Linked DNA regions of Mus musculus: region 1 is linked to region 2. The links are chromatin contacts, called in public HiChIP or PLAC-seq maps. All regions are on one chromosome and are shown on one strand. The core of a region is the stretch at or near the end of the contact, and the rest is flanking DNA. Distances in the headings are between cores, read along the strand shown. Region 1 overlaps Mtarc2 (mitochondrial amidoxime reducing component 2). Region 2 overlaps Gm34068 (predicted gene, 34068).

Region 1 (6,844 bases), core at 4,187-6,686, 1.0 Mb before region 2:
CTCTGGGTGTGAGCTGCGTGGCTCTGTGACAGTGGTCCCCAGTGAAGTTGAGAAGTGTTTCAGGGTAGGGGAGAAAGTGTTTTAGTCAGTGTGACAGGTTATAGTCCGTCAGCATGGAAAAGCAAAGGCAGGGAACCTGACTGAATTAGGCAACTGACTCACAGTGCCTAACCCAGAACAGATGACCAGGTTTTTTAATTTAACAAATATGAGGAGGAATCAAAGAAATTTAATAGTCATGTGCACAGTCGGTAGCAGAGAGTGTGTGCGCGTGTGCTTGTGTTCAGCTAGCTCACACAGACAGCTTACGCAGTCCAGGGCCTCAGACCTAGGAATGGTGCCGCCCACGGTGGGCTGGATCTTCCCATGTCAGTTAAAGCAATGAAGACAGCCCCTCAGACCCGCCTGGAGGCCAGGCTAGACCACTGCCATTGAGACTCCTTCCAGGTGATTCTGGAGTGTGCTGACGAAACTGTAACTGTTGAAAATAGGTTTGCTAAGTCTGCCTGGAGAAGGGAGGCTTGGGAGTGGGGGCGGGGGCGTGTTCGATTTGGCTCCCAAGATGCAATGCTATGCCTCTGTGCCCTGGCTTGTACTGTGTGTGGGTTGAGAAAGCAGGCAGTCAGAAGCTGTAGAAGCATGGGTCGATGGAGCAAAGGGGCCTCCTGGAGTATTTCAGAGTCCCAAGGGCACTGGAGGCGGCTGGATGGGGAGTCGGCTCCAGGCCACTGTCCCAGGAATTTGACTTTTAGGGCGTGGCTATTGAGGTAGTGTCTGAACAGGGAAGCTGTTGTGACTGGCATCCATGCAACAGAGATGTAGTGAATGACTGCAGTGTTGCACTAAGTGCTAGAATGTGCGGTAACCTGTCTCCCTGCTCGGGAGAGCACCTGGCAGGGCAGTCGGCAGGAGGAAGGATCATCAGGGGGGGGTCTCTTCTCAAAGCATCAGCAGGTCTTACCTGAAACCCACAGCAGCAGCCAGATGGTTCCACAGCTGTGCTGACAATGGCTCACAGGCCTCACAAGCCACTCTCTAGTCAGAGGAGCCTGGAAAGCCACAGGAGGAGGGGATGGAGGGAAGAAGAAAGAGGGGTTACTGGAGAGGAACCCCAGTCTACCTAGCCGGTCAGCCCTCTCTTTCTCGAAAGGTTAAACCTAGGTTAGATGGGACCCAAGGTATCTACAGTGTGTGTGTGTGTCTGTGGCGGGGACACTTTAAGAAAAACAAGACCAAAATTGTGTGCAGGTCTTTGAAAGGTCTGATGCAAAAGGGGCCTGAGCCTGAAGTTACATTTGATTCCTGGCCCCCCTGCGTGTTCTCCCTGCCTGAGATTCCCCATTGCCTGTTCGAGTGTTTATGATGAAGGAGTGATTCTTAAAACACTTGTTAAATATTGAGGAGTCTGGCACTCCGTGTTAGGAACGCACATTATTAGCTGGGCCTGGTAGCACAGGCCTGTCCCTTGGGAGGGAGGCAGGGGCCCTCAAGTTCAAGGTCAGCCTGGTCTACAGAGTGAGTTCCAGGCCTACCTAGGCTGAAGTGTGAGACCCTGACTCAGAATTTAAAATGAGGGCCTGGAGAAATGGCTCTTGGGCTAAGAGTACTTGTTGCTATAGCGAAGCAGCTGAGTTTGGTTCTCAGTTCTCACACGGTGCCTCTGAGCCTCCCTGAACCCCAATTCTGGCCTCTCTAGGCACCAGGCATGAATATGACACACATTCATACAGACAGTCACTCACACATACTCATAAAATAAAAATAAATAAGAGAAATTAGAGAAATAAATTAGAGAAAATTAAAAATGAAAAGAGGTCTGGGGAGGCAGCTCAAGCAGCAAGAACACTTACCTGACACACAGCAGGCCTCAGGTTCAAGTCCCAGGACTGCTGAAATAGACTCCCCTTTATGACTAAAGTTGACTAAACTGACCTAGAAATTATCTCGTGAAGTAAAAGTTCTACTGTTGGTCCCTTGAAATTTGCCTGTTGTTTTTTGGGGGGGGAGTTTTACTTCAAGCAGTGTTCCAGTTTAGTCTCTCTTGCTGTAATAAAAACCCCTGACTGAAAGCACCTGGGAGCAGGAAAGGGTCACACTTTCAAGTGACGGTCCCTCTTTGAGAGGGGTCAAGGCAGGAACTCAGTAAGAACTTGAAACAGGAAGCAGGGAGAAACGCTGCTGGCTGGCTTGCTCACTTTCTGGCTTATGCTCTGTTAACCTTGTATAGCCCAGGTCTACCTGTCTAGGGAATGGTGCTTCCCACAGTGGGCTGGGCCCTCCTACCTCAGTTGCTAACAAGACAGTCCTCCACAGGTGTGTCTACAGGCCAATCTGATTTTTACAGTCTCTCAATTGAGACTCAAGGCTATGTCAAGGTGACAGTAAATGCTAACTAAGGTAGAAAATAAAATATTTTTTATTTGTCTCCTAAGACATTGTTTTGGTACTAATTTTGCTTTAGGACCTATGTCAAGGTGACAGTAAATGCTAACTAAGGTAGAAAATAAAATATTTTTTATTTGTCTCCTAAGACATTGTTTTGGTACTGATTTTGCTTTAGGACCGTGAGCTAAGGGAAGAAGAGAAGATGATGTCATGTCTACTGGCTGTAGCATTCTTGCTTTTCAGTAACTTGTCAAACTTAAACTAAGGCTAAAATAAGCATAGCCCTTTTCTGGCGACATTTGGCTGTGTAGTCTTTTTAAAAAATTCTTTTTTTTAAAGAAAGCCATTTAGCTGTTACATTTCTGGGTTGTGATGGGCTTCCAGAAATACTAAATAAGATATGACGTTCTTATTTTTCTAGAAAATTCTATAGCCATGCATCTTTTTAACAAACTCATTACTGTGAAACAGTGAGCCATTGCTGATTTAGTCCACGTTAAGCGAGGAAGCCCAGGATGAAGGCATAGATCCGCTGACCCGTCTGCCTCCTGCCGTCAAAACCCTTTCAATTATTAATGCATACATATAACACATACATATTTAATCCTCAACTAATAAAAACATCAAGCCTTAGCATGATGCAGAAGTCCGGGCATCGTTTATTGTGAATGTGGGGCAGTAGAGGACGGGTGCATTGTGGGACATTTGCAGCTTGTGGTGCCGAGTGTCGTGGACTTTCCCCGTGGGGAGTTAGAGGATGAAGCCAGTCTTAAAAGGCTTGGGCCAGTGCGGCGCGTTAGATTTCTGCAACACTGTGATGAGGTTTTAAAACAAGGCCGGTGTTTGATGCTTATCTCTGCTGCTGGCAAGCGAGGTGCTCCGTGTTCCCTGGACTTTGCTCACTGTCCTGAGCTGAGCGTGAGATGTTTTAATAGGGCGCCTTCCTTATGTAAGTCCTCCCTCTACTTGTTTTCCAAGAGCTGGGGGAGACAACTGTGGAAGAATCTCAGTGCGTCCCCTGTCACGTGGGATGGGGCTCAGCGCGTTCTCTGTCACGAGGGAGGGGCTGTGTTTTGTTTGTTGAGCTTCAGACTCCCCGCGGAGCTGAGGCTAACCCGGTAGTGTTCAGGATTGCAGGCACGCCTTTTGTGAGGTTCTGGTAAGCAAACCCCGGCTGGACGCATCCTGGATTCTATCTACTGAGGTCCAGCCTCAGTGCCAGTAGCAGGGTCAGCCCTGGTAAGCACTCGGGTGGGAGGCTTTCCTAAAGCCAGGCAGCTGTGCTGAGTCCCGGCCCCACCACTCAGTGCTGGGGCGACCTTGACCGCAGCAGCCCTGCCCATTCTAACAGGGAGAAGGTAGCGCTGGGGCAAATCCTCATTTCTAGACCTTTGTCTCTGATGGCCATGCTTGTCCACTGGCTTCAAGGACTTCTTTAAAATCTGTATGTGTTTATTTATACAGTTCCACAGAGTCAGAAACCAGGGACACAGGGAGCTTTTAGAATGGTCCATTAAAGACACTTTTGCAGATAAGAGTTATGTCTTTTATTTTATGGATGTAATTTTGACGTGCCGTATCCCGGCTGGGTGGGTAATTCCACGGTGGAGCACCCTCCCTGCCTGTACCCTGGAGAACCTGAACTGGGTCACAGGTGGGCCTCATGGTCCGTCCCCAGCACAGGTACAAGCTCAGCCCAGCTGGTATTGCTTCTCTCTCTGATGTTCCCCTGGTCTCTGTGGTGTTCTTAAATACCAACCGCTGGTAGGTAAGACCCCACGCTGGCTTCCATTGTCACGTGATGTATGCTTTCTCTCTGGCCAATGAATCTATGTATTATGATCATGTATAGGTATAATATATTTTATATGGTGAGATGTATATATAGTCCTAGCTGTGGATATAAACGTGTCTGCTTATAGAGAGGTAAGAAGTGAACAAGAGAGTAAAAGTAAGGGTTTTTCTGTGCCCTCTGCTCTGACGAGGGACACAGAGACCTTTATATTTGTTAACAGCTTCGGGCACTATAGCTAGGCAGATTCTGAGCTATTCTAACCAGACAGTGCAGGCCTAGCCTACTTCCCCCACGTGGCCCATTACCTGCCATCTTGGTCTTATCCAGCACTTTTCTCTTCATCTGTGTCCCGATGGCCAACTTCCCTGGTCCCCACCGGAGACCCTCTCCATCTGGGTTATAATCTCTCTGGGCTTGGAAGTCCCATCTTTCCTCTCTTGCCCAGCTATTGGCTGTTCAGTTCTTTATTTTAACCAATCAGATGGTGATGGAGTATAATGTTTTACAAAATACTGAATCAGGTGATACTTTAATGACAGTAGCAAAGTTCTGACTGCCACCAGATCTCTGGGTACAGAAGTCAGCATTTGAATACACAGTGCACTAAACACCCCCCCCCCCCAACAAAAGACGCTCTCTCTATATTAGGTCTAGTTTAACTTTCCTACATTTAAAACAAATACTTGTATGGATTGTGATGACTGTCTCACGCTGTTTGTGTGTGATTCACCCCCCTCCTTGCCCCCAGCTCTTCCGTCATCTTTTTCTCAGGGTCTTGCATCAGGTGGAAAGCCTGGTGTAGTCTTAGTTTTCCTATTTACAAAGCGTGCACAGCCTGACAGAAAATCCCCAGGATGGGCTGGCTGGAGAGGTGGCTCCGCAGTTAGCGCACTGGCTGCTCTTGCAGAGGACCCACATCTGGTTCCCAGCACCTGCATGGTGGCTCACAGATCTCTACAGCCCCAGAGCTTGAGGATGCAATTCTGTCTTTGGGCTTCCTCACGCACTGCGTGCACATAAACACATGCAGAACACCGGCACACTGTTAAAAAATAGTAACAATAAAAACATTCTCAGTGTCATTGCACAGAGTGGAGCCCATAACACAGAGTATCATTCCCGTCTCCCACCCCCCTTTTTTCCTTGACCATTTCTCTTCCCTTTTCTCTCTTCCCACTCAAATTCCTCCTCGCTCTGACTAGGGGCTCGATTTTGTAAGAGTGCAGCTTGGTTTTTAAACCAGCAGGGGGCGCACTAGACTTTTCTAACGGTTTCCTGGTTTGTGGAGCCCCTGGAATCCTGCTGGATAGTGCGTTTCTTTGCGTTGATATGTCTAGTGAATATTAAACTCCTCCATGGTGAATTTAATTTTGAGTTATTTAAAACCCACTTTTTTCCTTTAGAAACTAAATTAACCATTGCGTTTAAGCTTAAACGTGGTCGTTTTTCAAATCAGCGTTTTTGAACCAAAATGTGAACAATGATCAGATGAGGATGGGTGCCTAATAAAGTCATTAACAGGACGCAGTCAGAGCTAGAATTTGGAGGCGTTAAGGACAGATTGTAGGAAGCCAGATAAACTGCTAAGGAGCCCTGCACTTGACCTATGGAACATTTGACCTAGTTGAGCTAAAACCCTAACTGAACATGTCAAGGTCGCTGGCTTTCTGTGAAAGCCATAGTGCAGAATTCCACAGACAAATAGCTTGGAATGTTGAACTCATTGTCACTTGGAGTAAGGGAATTGGGAGTTGGCGAGCCTTGGTGCCAAGCTGTCTTTGGCTCACATGCTTGTGGCTGCAGCGCCCTCGTGTGGTGAAAGGAGCGTAGAACCCCTGCCCGCTTACAGTCCTGGGCCCTTTGCCTTTCAGACAGGCGCTGTACTGGTCACCCTCCAGCGGGAGGTTTGCCACGTGCTGTCTTTGGTGTTCCACTGTTTGAACACCGTTTGTCACATGGTGTGACCTTGGCTTTTACAAAGCTTACGTAGTTCCTGGGCCAACGGATTGCTTGGAACATCGTGTTTATTTCCACCAGAAGCAGTTTCTTGGAGGGTAACTGGGGACCCAGGGCATCTGTGGAGACCTCTGTACTGTTGCTGTGGTCACATTGGGTGGGAGGTGTCTGGTTTTGAAGACCCAGTTTGTACTGGGATACTAATTGTGCTTTGCTCAATAATGCCTATAGACCCAAGGGAGGAGCTAGTTTGCCTTTGAATGCAGAGTGGATCATGATGTCATAGCCAGTTGCAGAAGGGAGACTAGGTGGTGCTCCTTCCTGCCTTTGCTCTGCCCTCCTTAGAAACTTAAGTCCCTCTCAGGCCCTGAGGGAGTCAAAGCCACCAGCTAACCAGGGGTCAGTTCTTCCTCGTATATGTCTCTGGGCATCTATTTAGAAGCCTCACCTGGTTGACGTCAGTTTCTAAGGACCATTGTTTGCATCTGATTGTAGGCATCTTCAAATGCCCCATTTCTCCTAGAGGCCCAGACAAAGGAGTGTACGGATTATCAGTGGGTCTCAGTAGATCAGTCACAAACCTTCAAGAGATGGACCTAGGCTGTAGCCTAGGCTGTGGGGATAACCCGAGTCATGGAATTCCCAGATCTGTGCCCATATCCCCCAAGGTCTGGAATTACAGTCGTGGGGCATCCTGCCAAGCTCCTA
Region 2 (6,648 bases), core at 3,812-6,311:
AGCATCTGCTCCTTGCAAACAGGAGGGCCTCTCTGCTGGATGGCCATGCCTGGTTTAAGCAAAGGCTTCAAAGTGTCATGAATTCCATCTGAGTGAATGGAAAAGGACTGGGTCCATATGCTTTGCTTTTCTAACCTTCCACCTGCTCAGAAGTGCGGCCTCTCAGATTTAAAGAAAAAATAAATCCCCTGTACATTTGTAAATAAAAAAGAAGACTGGGTAAATAAAGATTAAAATTAGCGTGACATTATCTTTAAGTAATATGATAAGGAAGGGAGTTGGCTCAGTCAGTAAAGTGTCTGCCTACAAGCACAAGGACCGCCATTCAATCCCCAGAACCTACATTAAAAAAAATAATACTAATAAAAGCAAGTGGAGTGTTTGTAATCTCAACACTGGGAAGGCGGAGGCAAACACATCCCTAGGACTTGCTGGCCACCAGCCTAGCAAGTTATAGACCAGTGAGAGACCTGGTCTCAAAGAACTAGATGGATATAACCTGAGGAATGACAGCCAAGGCTGCCCTCTAGCCTCCACATGCACATACAAGCACATAAACAAACATGCGAGCACACACACACACACACACACACACATGCGCATATATACCCATGCACACACATGAACACACACACAAACATACATGCATATATGCATACATATCTGTGCATACAAATGTACACAAACAAGCACACACATGAATGCATGCATACTCATGCACACACACACATGTGCACACACATAAACACACATGCACACATGCATACACACCCATGCACACATATGTGCACACACATGAGCACACACACAAGCAATAAAAGAAGAGTAGTAAATATAGATAATTACATATTAGCCTAACCGGTCTATAATGACTATTATTTTCTTCATATAAAAAATATCAATAAATGAAAAATGTGGCAAAAAAGAAGCCTTCCTAAGCTTGCAGAAAGACTGCAACAAAGTACCACGAGTGGCTTGTACTAGCACCAGGCTCTTTTCTCAGTTCTAAAGGCTACAAAGTTTGATACTATGCATTTCTGGTGGACTGGAACACAAAGCTTCTTGGTAGCCTGCCCCTTTTCACATGTCAGCACTGGACCTGAACAGCAGCACTGCCTCTCCACATTGGCAGAGGGTCTCAGAGGTGCATGCATCCTACCATGTACTATGTATGGCCAAGGAGAATGACACACCCCAGGATACACCTCTGGACAGCTGGATTTCTCACTGCATCTAAGTGCAGGCGAGTAGCATCACCCAGCGTCACATGCACAAGGGCTCTGTGACACATGAATTAGGAAATAGCTTAGTCAATGTCACTCTGCCCAGGATCTTATTGGGTCCAAGGGGAACCTGAATGCAGAGCTGTGATCAGTGTGGGCACACGTTCCCATCAGCGACGCCTTCCCATCAAGGGAAGGTGCTGCTTATTCCCCTGTAAGGAAACACGAGGAAGACACCAAGCACTGAAAATTAAGAGTCACGGGGCTCCATCAGAGCACTGGACAATAAGCTCTTTCACTCAAGCCAAAAGTTTTACCATTGGTTTGCATGGAAACAGCAAAACTATGCAACATGTCCCTTGGCACAAAATGCCCTGTTTACAATGCAAGATACAGAGGTCTTAGAATGTACAATACTTCATTGTTCAGAAACAGAATTTGAGCAAAAATATTAGGGATAGGAAGCAAGTTGAATAGCTTCAATTGGGGGAATAAGAAAAATATAATTAATCTAACCCTCCAGAATACATTTAATCGAGTTTTAATTTACTTTTTGAAGATTTCATACACCCTCCCCCTGCCAACTTCTCTCCCACATCCCTCCAACACATCTCCCTCCCAAGTTCATATGCTGGTTTGGCTTTGTTTTTTTATGACCCACTGAATCTAGTTAGTAGTGTCTATATGTCTACAGATGAGAGGCATGAACCACCTACCAGTGGCCACACTCCCATAGGAAAGTGACTCCCGCTCCCACAAGTAGCCATCAACTGCAACTAGCTCTCCAGCTGAGGGTAGGGCCTCATAAGCCCCTCCCCCATTCACACTAGAATCTCGATAGGCTTGGTCTCATGCAGACATTGTGCAGGTAAACACATAGGTGGTGAATTCATATGAACAATAGCTGTGTCATATCTAGAAGATAGAACTTTATGCCTCTCTTCCCTAGTTGGATCTTATATTCTTTCCCTTGCAGGGGTTGGGGGTGAGGGTGACACAGATGTCCCATCTATGGCTGAGGACTGAAAACCTCCTTGCAGCATTGCAACTCTGTACTTGGTTGCTTAAATGAATGTGGAGCTTGAGAAAAAGACAACAGTTACTCCTGAAAGAATAAAAAACAAAACTTAATTAAAAATCAATAAGCCTGAGTTGTTTCTAATGGGCTCACTCTTTTGCTATGCGATTTCCCTGTAGCCTTCCTTGAGAGCATCACATGCCTACACATAGGATGGCCATCAAGCCACAAATTCTCCCCAAAACACACTGGCTCCAATTCTAGACTATTACTTGTTATGAATTGCAGTGGTTTTACTTTAACTATAGAAATTTCTGCTATTATAGAAAAATAATTGTTTAATTGTGGAAAGCAAAGACTTAATATTTTGCTACCCAAGGTCACACAAAAATTTCTCAGGCACAAAAAAAAAAAAGTGTTATACATACAAAAGGTCTAAAATGCCCTGGTCTAACTCAGAGAAATGAAGATAAGGACTACATTTTTCCTACGAAATAAGTTAGTACTTGATCTCAAGATTAAAAAAGAAGAAGAGGAAGAGGAGGAGGAAAAGGAAGAGGAAGAGGAGGAGGAGGACCTAGAAAGAACCACGTAAGGTTCTTCTCTGAGGCTAGAATTGGGGAGCCATGAAATGAAATGTCTGTGCTCATGTTCTTGTCATGGGAATGTCATGTATCTCAGTATCTCATCCAAACCTGAGGGGAGTCAACCACTGAGCTAATCAACAGCATCTTGACCATGATAAGATACATATCACTGGAAAAGAGAACTGCCCAGAAGACAGTTTTAGATGTTACCAAACTCTGGCCTTCTACCCTCCAATTCAACCTTTCAGTGATATCACTGACTTTCGAAAAGGGGGGTTCAATGACACTAAGAGAAAGGACAAAGGTCAGCCACATCTCTCTAATTGACAGCATCGAGTAAAAATCCAAATAAGTCTGCCACTGGCTTGGGTCACAGAGAGGTCACAGAAAAGAGTAGCCTGCTTAACAGGAATAGGCGGAAACTTGCAACCAAATTAGTCATGATGCAAGCTTCTCTGTCTAATTTCAAAGACTCTTAGCATATGGGAAATTCTTCAAAGAAGCAGAAAAATTGGCTGTACATTGTTTGCCCTTGGAGGCATCTTTATTAAATTATAAATAGATGCATTTTTTCCACATGAAAATCAGCACGAAGGGGAGCTTTGTTACGCTGTTTGGCTCTCTGTGCAAACTTTGCTTTTAGTTATCCTGATCATACCAAATCACCCCCACGTTCCTTCAGCATCAGGTCTTCTAAGAAGCACAAAGCACAGACAGTAAAGGCAATTCCTACCACATCACCTAAAATGTGAATCAATAGTAACAAATAATTGGGTATTCTTACATCACTTGGCCCCTGTCTAGATTCCATGGGTTCAAGTTGCTTTTCTTCCCTTGTTTTATAATATAACCCCTTATCAGCATTCTCTTTTGTTTCTTTTGGAGTGAGTCTGCTAGCCTCCAACCATCTCTTCCTCAGGTCAGGAAGGCTTCCTTAGATTCTTCCCAACTTCAATATTTAACACTCTCCTCCCAGCCCAGTTGACTTAAAAAAAAATATGTTTATCTCTAGAGTGTGTAGATCAAAACTTCAGACTTCTAAAACTCCATCCCAGCAGTAATAAAATATCTGCTGATGTTTTTAGCCATGATAAAAACTGAGTTATCTATAAAGATACATTTCAAGCATGTTCCTAGAAGTCACAGTTAAGTCTGGCAATATATAAGCTAAATGATATTACTTAGTTCTACTTTAGAGAGGGGAGAAATGAAGGTGAAAACTCAAGGACTATGCATAAGCCTGGCCGACTATTGCAATTTGAACTGAGCTTCAGAATTTCCTTCTTTTCCCTTCTTACTATACCCAGCACAAATGTCACATTGTCCTAGAATTCAGATATGGTTCAGTGAGATAAATAAATATGTTATTAAATACCAGGATATATTAGCATGTAGTTTTCAGGCACAGGTGGGTTTAGGTTGTTACAAATCCACATTTAAAAGCCACTGTTCGCTGAGTATTTACTGTGTTGTTAATAAAACTGCAAAGTTACATGTCTTTAATATATTTACCATCTCTTCCTATTCTTTACTTCAAGGATAATACAATTGTATGACAGATGTAGAAACTGAAGCATAGAAAAGTTAAAGAACTTGCACTGAGACTTGTAAGTAGTGACTTGATTCAAAAATTGACCTCATGGTATCTCTCTAGACTCCATGACTGTGCATGGATGGGTTCTTTTGCTCTATGCATGTAAAATTGATGCCCAAAGCCCTACATTAACGCAGTGTGAATTGGGAATATTCAATCATCCAGACATGCTCCCTCTTTACTTCTGTAGGATATATATATATATATATATATATATATATATATATATATATATATATACAGAGAGAGAGAGAGAGAGAGAGAGAGAGAGAATGTCAAGTAGAGCCTGATTACAAAAGAGTGTTCTGTACTATGCGTTTCCTCTTTTGACTGGTTAGTGTTAGAATGCAGCCCACAGTAAGACAAGTGTCTAGTCTTATAAATAATACATGCAATCCAAATGATCCAATTTGTATAAACCAAACTCTTTCAAGCCCTTTCAAAGAAACATGGGACAATGAAAAGAATGTGGACATTAAAGTCACATAACTGGGTTTTTGTCTGTTTTGTTATTATGTTAATGTTTAATTCTCCAGTGTGGGTACAGAAGCTCTGGTTTGCGACTCATGTTCATTACCATGGTGTGAATACTCCCATCATGACTCATTTCACAATTTCAACACTCTGCACTGGGTTGGAAAGAGACAATGACATTTGTTGACTCCCAAGTGCAAGTCATTTTCAGTACACAACTGTTGGCAGACCCTAATCTAACCCTGGCTTGAAAACCCTCAGAACAAAATCTGGGGTGAGATACTTTACCTTTCTAAGTGATGATCTCCACTTCTGTTAAGTAGAGGACATAACACTACCAGCAAGGAGGGTGTGACCAGAAGGCTGTAAGGAGGAGAATAAACATCAGCTTTTTAGCCTTCCTGAGGAAGCTATGCCTTCTGACAAAGAAACACTCTGTAAGCATAGCCTATGCCTTGGAGTCATTCAGGAGCACTCTGGTAAGGTGGATTGGCCATGTGTCAAGGCAGAAGTCCTGATGAGAACAGACCCTCACCATCCTTCTTTCCTGTTTTAAGCTGAAAGCTTTATTCCAGATGTGCTGACTCTGTCAATGCCATGTAGTAATATCATGTACCTATTTTCTATAGGTTGAAACATCCCCTCCTAGAGAGAGGAAAAGGGTCAGAGGATCTGGGAACTCACAAGTTTACAAGATCTGGGAAACTCAAAATTCACAAGACCCTTAAAGCCCCTTACCAAAAATCAGTAAGTAATTGCTAAGACAATCAGAAGCTTTGGGGGTAGCCCTGCCTGTAAGTTGCATGGAAGATACCAGTGGTATAGCTTCCACGAGTCATCACCAGTACTGAGATCAGAGTCACCCTGGTAGGTAATTCTAATAAACTCATTGTTCACTAATATGAACCTGGATGGAACAAGGTTTCTTTGGTCTGCTGTTGTCAGATCTGGATGTAATTCAAAGTAACTTCCTCAAGAACAGTTGTGGATCAAGGACAAAGCAAGACTGGTCCAATGGTAGGAATAGCAAGAGAGACAAACAAACAAACAAACAAACAAACAAATGAGATTACTAGGGTTTCTCACCTTGATCCTTGACCTTCCTGCCTGCTCCAAGGGAAATTAAGGGAGCGCCACTACTTGTTAACTATCTTAGCATGCACTGACTCTTGCACCAGGGACATGACCCATCAGCATGCCAACCCCTTTAGAGAAGTATCTGGGGAGAGGGTGCTCTGCCACTCCACATTTCCTCTAGTGCACAATTGCTGGGATGATCCAACCCCATGAAGTAGAGTCCAGACTTGTAAGCAGTGTTGTGCTGTTCAATTGTCCCCTTAGCTTTCCTTCATTTGAGTGAATCTAAATTGATCCTAGCTATTCCAAAAGAAAAAGAAATGACACCTAGCTGCAATCTTATATAGCCCTTACAATCACCTGCTACTCCTCCAAATCACATCCCCCATCAAGCAGTGGAATTGAGTTAGTATTGTGGAGAATACTCAAAAGATTGTGTTTACTCTATGCCCAGCAGAACAGTTCAAAAATGTGTTCAGTAAGAATAACATTAGTGAAGCAAGCAGCTCCCTCCCAAGCAGTGGGTTTTGAAGAAAACAAAGCATGTCGGTGGCTGTACAGAACTGAGTCCTATTGCTTGTACTAGTGAGTTTCACTGTTCAATGCAAGACTCATTATCCCAACGTCATGGACCATGTTAAATTAATCCCAACATTAAATCACAATTTTCTGTGT

What was found. HiChIP or PLAC-seq counts read pairs in DNA pulled down with a chosen protein or histone mark.
Region 1: a contact with region 2 is called in a FOXA1 HiChIP or PLAC-seq map of pancreatic cancer cells. The contact joins two enhancer-like sites. A contact is called at or near these places in 3 of 39 promoter capture datasets (hippocampal neurons and liver), 1 of 115 datasets of contacts at active chromatin or transcription factors (pancreatic cancer cells) and 1 of 9 other capture datasets (liver).

What each region holds. Positions count from the first base shown.
Region 1 is chr1:184,823,888-184,830,731 of GRCm38.p6, reverse strand. All of the region lies in intron 4 of Mtarc2 (mitochondrial amidoxime reducing component 2), which reads left to right. Among named protein-coding and RNA genes, the nearest start is that of Mir1981, 4.8 kb to the right of the region's middle. Within about 2 kb of position 5,436, at least 19 of the 459 cell types and tissues checked have an H3K27ac peak or open chromatin away from gene starts, as enhancers often do. A contact at or near this core is called in pancreatic cancer cells, where this site is marked.
Region 2 is chr1:183,787,329-183,793,976 of GRCm38.p6, reverse strand. The region is part of intron 2 of Gm34068 (predicted gene, 34068); the gene reads right to left. Among named protein-coding and RNA genes, the nearest start is that of Gm34068, 42 kb to the right of the region's middle. Within about 2 kb of position 5,061, at least 19 of the 459 cell types and tissues checked have an H3K27ac peak or open chromatin away from gene starts, as enhancers often do. A contact at or near this core is called in pancreatic cancer cells, where this site is marked.